Linked DNA regions of Hordeum vulgare: region 1 is linked to region 2. A link is a contact called in public Hi-C data. All regions are on one chromosome and are shown on one strand. Each heading gives the region's core, a stretch centred on a gene start, on an enhancer-like site or on the middle of the called end of the contact. The rest is flanking DNA. Distances are from core to core; before and after follow the strand shown. Region 1 holds the start of LOC123409368 (BTB/POZ and MATH domain-containing protein 2-like). Region 2 holds the start of LOC123430509 (pre-mRNA-processing factor 19).

Region 1 (6,704 bases), core at 3,794-6,293, 240 kb before region 2:
CGCCTCCGTGGTTGCAATGGAGCGTCGCGCGGGTCTTGAAGCTCCGTCAAGGCTGCAATGAAGCGCGCTGGAGCTACAATGAAGGGGGCCGATATTGCAATGAAGTTCCGCCATGGCTCCAATGAAGCGCGCCGGAGTTGCAATGAAGCTCCATCGGGACTCCAATGAAGCTATGCCGAGGCTTCAGTGGAGCATCATTGGGTGTCGTTGGTGCTTCGCGCTTGTTGTGCTGCCATGGAAGCTGCTGCACTGAAGCTTTTTTGCCGTGCTCGGTGTTGCCATGTAGCAGCAACCAGTGGCTCACGCTGATGCGATGCAACGGTCACCGGTGGCGGTCACCGACGGATCTCGTCGGTGGCTCCGATGCGGCGAGGTCGCCGAAGCCGATGTCACGGGTGCAAATAGTCGATGTTACCATGGCTAATGGAAGAGTGCATGAAACAAGAAGCGCGGAGGAAGAAAGAAGACGACCCCCTTTGGTGCAATCGAATGGCCAACATCTGTCATATCGGACGGGTGGCTAGGAGGATGGAAATCATCCGACTGATTTGTAGCAGCCTCCTTTGTTTTTTGATTGATAAATAAGAAGATACTATATAGAGATAATTAGCCCAAAGATGAAGAGGAAGTACACAAACGAAGTATAAAAAGGACAAAGCAGACGGTAATTCGCTTGTGAGCACGAGCTCAGCTGCTCCCGCTCAGAAAAAAATAAAAAAAAATACTACAAAAAAATAATTATGTCGTAGACAATTTAATATGTGAGGTCCGCTCCAAATCTATACCTAATAATAAAGAGGCTATTGCTTTCGTCGGAAAACCCACCGCCGCATTTTTATAAAAAAAACATGTAATTTTTGTTATTCAACCCGCGCTCCATCATTTATTATCTGGAACGCAAAAGGAAAAAACGATTCGCTGCAAAAATTATACCCGTACGCATCGCCTCCTCCCATCGACCCTGGGCCACCCTGGCCTGTGCCCAGGCCGCCGCACCACTCGCCGCCGCGGCCGACCTCAACCGCCACCGCTGCCGATCTCAACCCACCCGCCTCAGCGGCCGTACCTCTCCCCGCTCAGTGCCCCCGTTGTGGCGCTCGAGCGCATCGCGTCGACCCGGGTTCACCCTGGCATGTGCCCAGGCCGCTGCCACACCACTCGCCGCCGCGTCCGACCTCAACCATCACTGTTGTCGATCTCAACCCACCCGCCTCCGCGACCGTACCTCTACCCGCTTGCTGCCCCCGTTTCGGTGCTCGAGCACAGATTCTGGATCAAATCAACAGACAGCTACAGTGACTGGGGATGATGCGTCTGCTCGATGCAGAACGGCGGCGGCGCGCGGATAAGGCGCGGCGGAGCGAAGTACTTGCAGGTGGAGGTGGGCCTCCATGGCTCATACGGGGAACTCCGAGGTTATGGCGCGGCAACGGCGACTCCTTATGGCCAGATAGAGACGCCTAACCCTTGCTCCCCTCATCGTATCCCCTCCTCCGACAGGAACTCATCATCTGGTGAGATCCCCTCCCCATGCCTCCAACCATGTGCCAAGCACGGGCAAGAAATTTTGTTTTGTGGGGATTTGTTTGATGATGAATGAATGTAAGATTGTATTGTTGTAGAGACAGAGAATGGAACACCACCTTCAGTTTGTCATCTGATCCCACATTCTCTAACCCATGAATGAAATAAGATAACAGACCATTGATCAATTCACGTAGCCTCTTTGTTTTTGCTTTGCTTGTCCCGCTCAATTTCTCATCATGGTGAAATTAACAATGGACGGGTTGATTTCTCAACAAAATAGGATAGGACTGACTACATTAGTTAGTTAGCTTATTATTTTAATAAATTAAAATGATTATAAAAAACTAAAAGTGTGTGGTATTTTTTCTCCCGTTGCAACGCACGTGCCCTTTTGCTAGTTTCATATAATTTGGACATGTGAGCAGCTCTCAGCAAAAAAGACAAATCAGGTCAAAAAAATTGTGAATAGTCAACCTTTTTCACATACCCAAATTTTATCTTTTTTACCGAGATCTGCTCTGATGTTCAATTGAGATGAAATTTGAAGCGAACCTCACGCATTAAATTGTCTATCACAAAAAGAATTGGATTTTTTAAAATTTTCTAGTCTTTCTTTTTATTTGTTTCGTGAGCCCGGGTGCAGATGCACCGGGTGCCAAAACGCCGTGCCCCAAAGGAGAGGCTTAGAAACGAAAAGGCTGGATTGCTAGCTTTGTCCACATAATAATTACACCATCCTTATCTCTTTCTAAGGAAAAGTAGAAAGGGAACAAGATCAAGGATCGTCAACAGCCTAACGACCGAGTAGGTCCTCTAGAATATTGGGGCAAATGATCTTGAGATGCCTAAAGCCATCACTCAGCGTGACCGCCTTCAAATTTTGGAAAGACGTGAGGAACCTGTAGCACACCTCCTTAAGCTTGTCACAACCATGCTGCTCAGCAAGTGCCAATGTAGTTGCCACCGTATTTACCTCCATATGGTTGCACAAGATATTCGCGCAAATCAATTTGAGCCTCTCCAGATTATACCTGTCCGCCGCCACAAACAAATGTTGAGCCATCTCCGTGATTTCACCTTCATCTATGCTAGGCAGTGCGTCCGTGTAAATAAAGTGGAGCATCATCTTGAAAACTTTGGCTTCCATATCATCAATCTGTATACACTTTGCATCATTCTCCTTCATCGGACCAAACAGCTGCGCCATGAACACGGCGGATCGAGCAGCGAGCAAGTGCCTGTGCGCCACAAAGGTCTCTCCACGGACCTCAAAAGTCACGTCCCCAACCTCCCCGGTCTCCAAAATACGACCAAATTGATGAGCCATGTCAGAAGGCGGCACCATCACAAATTCTTGTGTTGTGGGCGGCTTTCGGATAAACTTGGTGACGCTGATATCGAATTTGATGCTGAAACAATCGTCTTTAAGATGCGTTGAGTTTTCCAAATCGGCCCTTGTGATGAACCTGTGAGACGTAATTCCCTGCCGACGCTTATAGCATATGGACGTCGTGTATGGTGTCGTGTGATTTGGCACCGGTTCACCCACATGGTCCAGCAGGCTAAACCTGCATCTTATCCTGATAGGTCGCTGAGCATCAACATCATCATCGTCGTCAACAACATCGGCCTCATGAAGAAATAGAGAAAAAGATATACAGTCGATAGAATCTGTGTTGAAACCATCAGGGTGGTAAGCGATGCACCAGATATGTCCTCCAACGCGTAACAAGCCAGCTGGAATAGCCTCGCCGACGCCAAATCCGAGGGTATAAGAGTATCCCCGAATTGTGAGCACGTGAGACCAAGACACACCTTCCGCAACAATGGTTGATGATGTGTGCGGCGGCATGTTGCCGACAAGCGCGGAGGAGCTGAATATGCTAGCTAGATTGATCGAATTGAAATAGACTGAATCTAAATTTAGGAACATATTGATTACACCTAGCTTCAACTAAAGGGAGGAAAGAAAGCTATGATTGGTATTTATAATATACTCCCGTAAAACACCAAGCTACGTGCCAAGCTACGTCTTGTACACGGTTTCATCGTGCGTAGCTTCCGACACTTCGATAGACTCCGGATTCGTATGTGATTTTTTTTTCTTGGACCCAGATATCTCCTTGGCATCGATCGAACAAAAAACGTTCAGGGCCAGAAAGCCCCAACGCGAACCCCATCCCGGGCCTACAAGCCCTTTTTTGCTTGGGAAAAGGTTACTGATTTCTTAAGTGGCATCAACGGCTCGCTCAGCCGTTCGATTTCACTTCCGACCAGGTGAAAAAGCAGATAAAAGACCAGGTTACCGTTCCGTCGTCTTCTTCCTCCACCCCCACCTCCACCTCTGGCCGGCAGATCCTCAGCCAGCACGAAGGCAGCAGCCCCTCCGCCCTCCACCTCTGGCCGCCAGATCCTCAGCCAGCAGCGGGCAGCAGCCCCTCCGCCCTCCACCTCTGGCCGCCAGATCCTCAGCCAGCAGCGGGCAGCAGCCCCTCCGCCCTCCACCTCTGGCCGCCAGATCCTCAGCCAGCAATGGGCAGCAGCCCCTCCGCCTCCCTTCTCCACCTATGCCCTCCCTCCTCCACTTCTGCAGAAGGAGCACGTCGTCATGGGAGTTGTGGATCTGGGGGTGGACCTAGCATAAGATGGGATAGGACAGGGAGGGAGAGAAGGTGAGGGTGGATCCATGGCGTGGATGGGAGCAGGGGAAGCCTCATGGCATTGGCATCGAAGTAAGCATACGGGCGAGCTGGGGTCCTGTCCCGGCGCGCGAGCGAGCACATTTCGTGGAGGTGGAAGAAGCCGTTTTTGACGACGATGTGTTGTGGTCGTCGGCCAGTTCTGGACGGGTCTGGCATGGTGGCCCGAACTCCCTCTTCTCCCGAGAGGGGAAGGGGGTGGGGCGAGGGAGGAGGTCGACGGCGATGTGCGCGTTGGTTGGCGGTGGCAGCGATGTCAAAGGGGGTGGAAGGAATGAATCGACCTGCGTTTCGTGCGTGGGTTACACTAGCGAATCGTGTCATCGTGTGGAGGGCGAGGGAGTTTCAGAGAGCGAGGGTATTTTCAGAAAATAGAAAATTCTCGTAACGTTGCGAGATTTACACGGGAAATGCTTAAACGACATATATTACGGAACAGCGGGAGTAATTCACAACCTAGTCAAGAACAAAACTCCAGAAAATTGAATTTTCTCACTCAATGCTGAATGGGCACTCCATGTGCAGAAGCTAATATGACTGCACTATCTCAAATGAATCCTTAAAACAGAAAGTGCATGAAGCTCATCAAAGTACACTGTTCTAACTGAACTGAACTGATCATCCGACATATGCTAACTCAGCTACATTTCAGAACAAAGAAACAACAGTCACCTGATCTGCCTTGCGTCGAGGAACCCGCGGAGCTCAAATGCCATTGCAAAATCACAAGCACCGTCACACACTGACAAGGAAATCAGAGACCGACGCAGGAGGGCGATCAGGAGGGGCTCACCACGCAATATCTGGAGGCGGTTCAGGCTGTCACGCTCGAACCAGGCAATGGCCTGATAGGGGCGGCGCTGCTCGTCGGGGCCATGGTAACTATGGGGTTTAGACTGACATGCCATATGTACTATAAAAAGGATGACCGAAGTAAAAGAAGATCTTCTCCACAATGATGGCAAAAACCGTATGAATTTGCCATGGCAATAAATTGTTCATCCCGAGCAAGCAAAATTACAAGAATTATAGTGGTACGCATGTCAATTTGCCATTCACTGCATATATGCATTGCCATGGATTATGCCTGCTTAAAACAAGATCGAAAACTACTGCCATGACATCTCTACCAGTGTGCTTATATAATCGTCCATGCCGCCGTCAGAAATGAAAGAGTAAATAACATAAAACTACTACAATTCGGCCTATCGTTCTGGGAAACTACCAAAAAAATTGTTGATAACCACCAAGTCGGCGATCGGCTGTTACAAAAAACCCAAAACTCGTGTAACTAACGTCTTAAGCCATTTTCTGACCAAATGGGCCCACCGGTCAGGCCACGTGCACCACAACGTTAACGGCACGGCCGTTAACAGCCGTTACACCGACCGGGTGCGGTCGGAACCAAAGACGCCGGTCGGGCCGCCCTCTGGCTCGTTATCTCCCTCCCCTCCCCACCATCGCTCCCGCTCTGTGACCTAGGTGCGATGGTGGCGGCGCAGCCAAATGTCGACGCCAGCGAGCCTCTGGGCCAAGGCAGCGCCGGCGATGAGGGCGGTGGGCATGAGAGGTTGACAAATGGCTGGGCAACTCGAGTTTTCTAACGCAGCGGTCGCCGCTACCGTCACCGTCCGAGGTCCAATGGGATTTGACATTCCGTGCGGCCATGACAGTGGCAAAGTGCATTCATGCGGATTCGGCGAACGGACACGGATGGGTGTCGTCGTTTGGTGGAGGAGTGAGGTAAACATTTTCAATAACATTCATAGTTTAAGTTATAATTTTGGAAATAGGTTTAGAAGACAGTGCAGTATGCAAATCAGCAATGTATGCACTGTTAGAAAGTGTTGTAGATTTATAGTTTTTAGTTAGTGCAGAATTGCAAATGAGTTTCAGTATTTATAATAAATCACCTTGTTTTTTTCAATTTAATCTCATACAGCTTAGATGATGAGATTTGAGAAATGAGGCTACATTTTCAAGGAACAAATAATATGGAGAGGAAGTATTTGGTTTCTTCAGATATCGGTTATCTGACTAGTTTAGCATTGGTTGGGTTGGAGGGTTATGGAACGGATGTTTTTCTGACTTATGTAAAGGAAGAGGGGAAGGGCTTGGAGGGGGTGGAGGTCCTGGATAGTGAGGATAAAATAGAGGAAATGCTTGACCTATTTGTTGATAAGAAGCTCCTCAATATATATGTGAGAAAAGTTACTGATCCTATCCCAGCAGATGTTAATATGGATCACATCTTCCTTGAGGAACAGATTCCTATTGAAAATGTTTGTGAGCCGTTTCTTTACAAGGTTTCCAGCAAACCATGCTCGACCCTATCTTAACACACAGCAAAGCTGCAATTTTGACAAGGGAAGAAATTTTATGGAGGATGAAGAACAAGATGAAGATGATGATGAGATGGACAAATCTTCTTCACACTTTCAGTTTATCAGGAGGAGTGATCACAGAGGGCAGAATATA
Region 2 (6,187 bases), core at 3,323-5,822:
CTCTGTCCCAAAATAAGTGTCGCTGATTTAGTGTCCCAAAATAAGTGTCGCTGGCACCGTTTTTTATTTGCATACCTCTCCTTTCGGAGGTTAACAGTTCATTCATTAATCCAAACCACAGGAACACACATTATCCCAAGAGGAATAAATGGAGTAATGAGGGGCGGGGCGACGGTACTATGGTACTATATGTACACTATTGTTATCCAAATCCTAGAATAAAATCTATTCAGGGACAGGTGGAGTATGTATGTTTTAATATTTATTCAACTTATTAAGAAAACATAAATTGAAGAGTGCAGATCAATTCGACTACTGGTGCACAGGAGAGAATAGAGGGTACAATGGTTAAAGCAGACAGATTCCAAGGTCATATTACAGTACAGATAATCATGATGACTAGTTGACTACAGAGAGGGCGAGATTTGGTAATAACTGGTGTGAAGTTAGACAGGTCAACACATAAAGGCCAATAACATTTGACCACTTCGTCATATAAGATGTTTGGGTGTGCTAGTGCTACCCGCATACGCGGTCAACCATTTCTACCCACATAAGCACAACTACAAGCATAAAAGACCAGCTGTAAATAATTGTTAGCTTGTTTTCAGATCTAAGAATGTAAAATAAAAGTTCATTTGAAGGCACACAACAAAACAAACTCATCGCATCGAAACTTCCAAAATATTTGAGTCTACATCAGTAATTAAAGCATTGGTTTGAAACAACACCCTCTAAAATCATGTTCAGTTTGTGCATAACTCAAGTTAAGCTATAATTCCAGTATGAACAATTCTGAGTCGCATCTTCTATATCTAAATACCCACTACCTCATTTTCCTGGCCTGTGGTGAAGCCACGTCATCCCTAAATCTCCCGCACGCATTTGCCGTCCCGTTCGCATGCATGCATCAAACAATCGCTAGCTAGGCCCGCCGACTCGACTACTTGGGTTTTTCCACTGGGCTAGCCGACCTGTTTTACGTACATGGGCTGCACATGTTAGTTGGATCTCGACGTTCTAAGCCCATGAAAGGAAATCAGTATCCGTGTTATCTTCCCATTGTGCGTGTCGTGGCTTCCCGTTGCCCTATCGCCTGCCCATGCTCCATGAGCTAGCCGCCGTCGCCAGCTCCAGTCCAACGGCATCCCGGATGTCCAATGGCCATCTGGCACGGTAGCACCGCTACGCTCCCCGGCATGTACCCTGCCCTCCTGTCGCTGCACCTCACGCTCTCTCCGGACCAGCCGCCACCATGACCGACGCTTCCCTAGCCAGCCACCACGGTCGACGCTGCCACGTCCATTGATGCACATTAACTTGCTTCTTGGTGGTCCTTCACGCTACCCACCACTATCCCCTCGCCTTCCACGACAGAAGGCCTCCCGACCACAGTGCAGCCACAAATGCACATGAAACTGAAGCACCGGCCCTTCACTTTCCACCTTCATTTCAGTTTCTTCTCTCCATATAATATACCCCACGCCAACCTCCCTATTATGGCAGAACTCCACCCCCTTTCCCTTTCATTTTCTTGCTTAAATTCTCCCGAAGGCCACAAGAGCAGGCCACCCGGATCATTTTCAATCCTATTCCTATCCTTCAGGCCACCCGCATCTGTTACGTTCTTCCTCTTTTGTTTTCCGATTAGCAAAGCCTCCACTGCTACTATATTATATACAAAGATATGGGGATGATCTGTATGCTAGGATTTGAGTAAAGTACATGTGTTTTTTCACTGCCTCAAAATATTGCAGTTCCCCATCGGTGACTGCATGCCATGGAAGCAACCTTAACTTCTCGATTAACAAGCATGACGAGACTGAATGCCTGACGGCCATTGTAATGTCCGGTAGGTCTATGTCCAATCTCGATTCTCTTATATTTCTTTATTGGAGAAAACATTGATGTGTATTATTTTTGTTGCTTTTGTGCAAAGTTTTCCTTGGCACACTATTTCTTCATCATTATTGGTGCATAACTTTATATGACTTCCTTGGTAGAAACTAATTTCATCTGGCAGAAAATACTCTATTGTGCAATATGCAGATTAGTGGAATGTCTACAAATTGCTCGACACTAGGGACTTAAACAAGCAAGTAAGTGATGTATTTGTTTAGGGTAAACGTTCTTGATGTTTAAGCTGTGACACTGTCCAATCACATGCTGCTACTGAGTGTTGACAAGTATGACCTTTGGGTTTGTGCCAAGATCATGTGATTTCCATTCTCTTTCAAATCGTTACACTTTTATCTAATGACATTCCTTGCCTATTAGGTCTAATAGTATATGTCAGTCGTGGATGTTTTAAGTTTGATGAATGCACTACCAAGTCAGTTGAGCAAAAGTTTTCTCCTTGGTAAATATATGGATGTATCTCATTTCCCTCCAGTACCTATTTCTTGATTTTTACTGTATTTAATTTAATCACTTATCTGACATTTATAGTAGACTAGCCTCTAGATAATTCACCCTGTTGGAGACATAGCTTGAAGCAACAATACATGTAGACTATCAAACATATTTTTTGCAAGAGATACATATAGCCTTTTAGCTAGCAGAACCTTCATATGGCTATTTGTTGTACATCTTTATATATGATGATACATTGATATGAAGATTCCTTTCTCTCTATTAGCCAAATTAGGGCTGTAGTTCCCTATGAATATCAGACATGAAAAAACTGAGATTCGTTGTTAGATAATAATAATTTCAGTTACTAATAATTATTAGTTAGTACTTTGCCTTTTATGCTACTGTGCTTAAAAAAAAAGCCCAAAGTTAACCTGCCGTTGTTATCACATGTCAGCATAAGATAGACGTTATCCCATGCCAATATCCCGCAGCAATGCGCGGGGTATCAACTAGTTTATATAATAAGAGCGAAGAAAGCAGGACTCCAACAATGAATATTCGACATTCTAGTGAATCTAGTGAGACCAATCGCCAACCAATTTGTAAAACGAGTGGAGTCACTCAAATGTTAAGAAATATCCACCGCAGCCTAACTATGGACCCATAGGAAGCTCAGATCCTTCCAGCAGGCCCTCGGACAGCGAAAAATAGATGGTCCATTTGCTATGAATTAACACGGACTGGAATTTCTAAGAAGAAAACAATTACTTTCTTACTATTTGATTTGCAGGGAAGTTTCCTTAATATATTTTGCATGAATTGAGAAGAAATTGCATTGGTCAAACAAAGACCTGGTATAACGCATGACTCAGTTCTTGTCTTGCTGTGTGAAGCTGCTGCTCCAAAGCAAAATTAGAAAGCATAAGGGCATCCCACTCCTGCAAAATCAGAGAAAAACTAGTTCTAGTGAGAGTATGACAGGGGTCAGGGAAATAGTACCATAGTGCAGACTTCACCATCAAGGGAAATATTATCAACAGAACTGAAGGATTATTCATATATTTCAGCAGTTATTAAAGGTGATCCTTCTGACTCTAGGACAAATATGAAAACGTAAAATAATGATGGGTCAACAAATATTACTGTACCAGAGTTCCTGATTCCACATTAAATATAACTGACGAGCAGGCAATTTTTCTAGCTCTAGCTTGGTGTAAGTTACATCTCCGTAGGTGCTAAAGAATACACTTAAACAGCTCCACGGTGTTGCAGGAAGCACAGAACTGTTTGTCTTTGACGTTAAAAGCACGCTACAAATTCACTGTGGGGTGTTTGACGTACAATTATAACACGCTATAGTAAACAAACAATACAAGTATGATTATCAACAGTTCAGACTCAATTCAGATATTCAGAATTCGACTTACGTTTTGAAAGATTCCAAGGAGTCCGGGAATGCTTGCAGCCTGCAGAGGCCTAGGCCTCACGACCTGTGAATAATAGAGCTCATCAATGGTTGTTTCAAAGATTGAATCCCTGAATATTTGAGGGGTGATGTGGCAGGTTACGTTTAGCTAATTAGTTTAGCCCCGCCAAGTAGCAGGATGTAACATACGATAATCTACGGAAGCATGCAATTTCGAAAAAATGTTAGCATTCCAGAGAGGCCTCACCTTGTTGGTCTTCACCAGCACGATGTCGTCCATGGAGAGTTCCTCCTTCGTGACTGGACACTTCCCGTGGTCCTGCGTCACAGCAACCACCGCCACACAATCTTAGCGCAAACAGGATAAAGAAATGTGAGGCAGGATCTAAGACGTACTACCGACCTCAATGTAGCGCTCGACGAGCCGCCGCTCAAAGAGGAGCCCCGACCTCTTTGATACCACCGGCTCATCAGGCACCTCGCCGGAGACTTCAGGCACAAGCGTAGAAGCAACGCAAGACGAATTAGCGCACGGGTAGCCGGATCGTACAGCTAGGGTTTTGAAGAAAATAAAGGATGGGGGACTGAGCCAAAAGAGCTTACTTGCGCAGATCATAGTGGCCGCGGCGAAGGTAGAGCCGGAAAGAGCGCGAGCACGCTGGACCTCTCAGGTCGCAATCTCGCTGGCGGTGGCAGTGGCGGCGCGCCGGCGATGGGTGGAGGAGGCGGCGGGGAACGAAGGTGTAGCCGCTAGGGTTTTAATTCGAGTGGAGTGGGAAATTTTGTCTTCTCGGCGGGGAGGGAAATTACAAGAGGAGACTCGGCCTTTACGAAATCTTCATCCATGCCCTTGGACTTGAAGGGTTTCTTTGCTGTCGGTATTGGGCTTTCTTCGGATGGCCCACGCCCGGCAAAACCTTCGAAAAAGTCTATTTTCAAACGAAGCAAGAAGCTTTCAATTCCCTTAAGTTACAAAATCCAAATGTCGCCAAATCTCCCTAAAAAAAATACAAAAAACACTAGTTAAATCATCTACAATCGAGCGCCCCATAAATGCCTCAAACTCCAGTGTGGCTTGTCCCGTCACGAATTTGACACCCAATCGACGTGTGCAAATCCAAATCAAACGAGTGAGCTATCCGGCAACCTTCATACTCAGCCCATAAGTGAGGCGGATATAGGACCGGACACGACCACCGCCTAGGACTAATGGATGGGCCCGAGCTAATATATCTCGAACCGACAAGCACCTCCTTCGGTTTAGGTGAGTATGCATTATGGTGCCGCTACAGCGCGCCACCTCACGAACCTAATCAGCTATTTAAATTGAACAACGAGGCAACCCTAGCCAATTCTCATCCTCACGTTCGTGCAGCCGCTTCCCTTTCCTCTTCCTATTCCATCATAGTATGTGGCCAGTCGACGTCGGTCGCGCCATGGTCCGCAATAAGGTGACCTACTACAAGCTTCTGACGCAGGTGCGTCGGGCGGGGGAGGAGACCCACGTCGTGCGTTGCAACGTACACATTGCGGTTGGCTAGCTTCCAGAAAGTTCAGGGGAGGAGGTCTGGGCGCATGAGGGCGAAGAGGCTGAACAGTAGGAGGAGGAGGTGGGGCACATATAGGGACGTTGGGGAAAAGGAGGAAGAGGCGGAGCAACATGAGGAGGAGGAGGGGATGAAATATGAGCCATCTGATGAGGTGGAGCTAGCACCGGCGTTGGAGCAGAGTCGGGTCTGACATGGCGAACACGCTCGCCGACTTTGAGCTCGCCTAAGCGGAGTAGGCAGTAGAGGAGCAGGCATCCTCGACTCCACCTACTCCGAGATGGAGGTGGAGACCAACCTAAGCTTCCTCCACGAGGCGGTCTGATAATGTATCTACTTTTTCAAACAATTTTTCTATTATTTTAACCTCTAATTTGCATGATTTGAGTGAAACTAACCCGGATTGATGTTGATTTTAGAAGAACTGTCATAGTGTTGTTTTTTGCAGAAATAAAAGTTCTCATAGTTGAACGAAATTTTTTTGGACAATTGTTTTGGAATATATAAAAAATACTATAGCCAATAAGTACTAGATAGGGTCACCAGGAAGCCACATGCACAGGTGGCACGGCCACCCCCGGCTGTACCATGTGTCCATGTGGGGCCCCTAGGCACGACCTTGACATGATTCTGACGCTTTAAATTCACATTTGTCTCAAAAAACACAAAGAAGTTTCATCGTATTCTATGATGCGAAGCGGCCGCCACCTCATGTTCTTCGTCGGGGGCCCTATTCTAGAGTTTGTTTGTGGTTACGGATAGAGATCGTCATAGCCAACCCTTCTCCATCAACAATTTCGTGATGCTCACATTCATGTGTGAGTAATCCGTTGTATGTGTAGTGGAGGTAGATAAAATA

Evidence for each region. Hi-C and Micro-C count contacts between places; a contact is called where the count stands out from the background.
Region 1: a contact with region 2 is called in a Hi-C map of leaf, with 4 times the contacts expected there. The contact joins the promoter of LOC123409368 here to the promoter of LOC123430509 in region 2. A contact is called at or near these places in 2 of 6 Hi-C or Micro-C datasets (leaf and seedling).

Annotation. Positions count from the first base shown.
Region 1 is chr1H:260,614,098-260,620,801 of MorexV3_pseudomolecules_assembly, reverse strand. LOC123409368 (BTB/POZ and MATH domain-containing protein 2-like) reads right to left here and starts at 5,043. Exons shown (of 2, transcript XM_045102295.1): 1 at 4,270-5,043; 2 at 2,211-4,162. The coding sequence starts at 3,460. The coding sequence ends at 2,321.
Region 2 is chr1H:260,370,610-260,376,796 of MorexV3_pseudomolecules_assembly, reverse strand. LOC123430509 (pre-mRNA-processing factor 19) reads right to left here and starts at 4,572. Exons shown (of 17, transcript XM_045114379.1): 1 at 4,185-4,572; 2 at 4,029-4,100; 3 at 3,783-3,845; 4 at 3,207-3,293. The coding sequence starts at 4,397.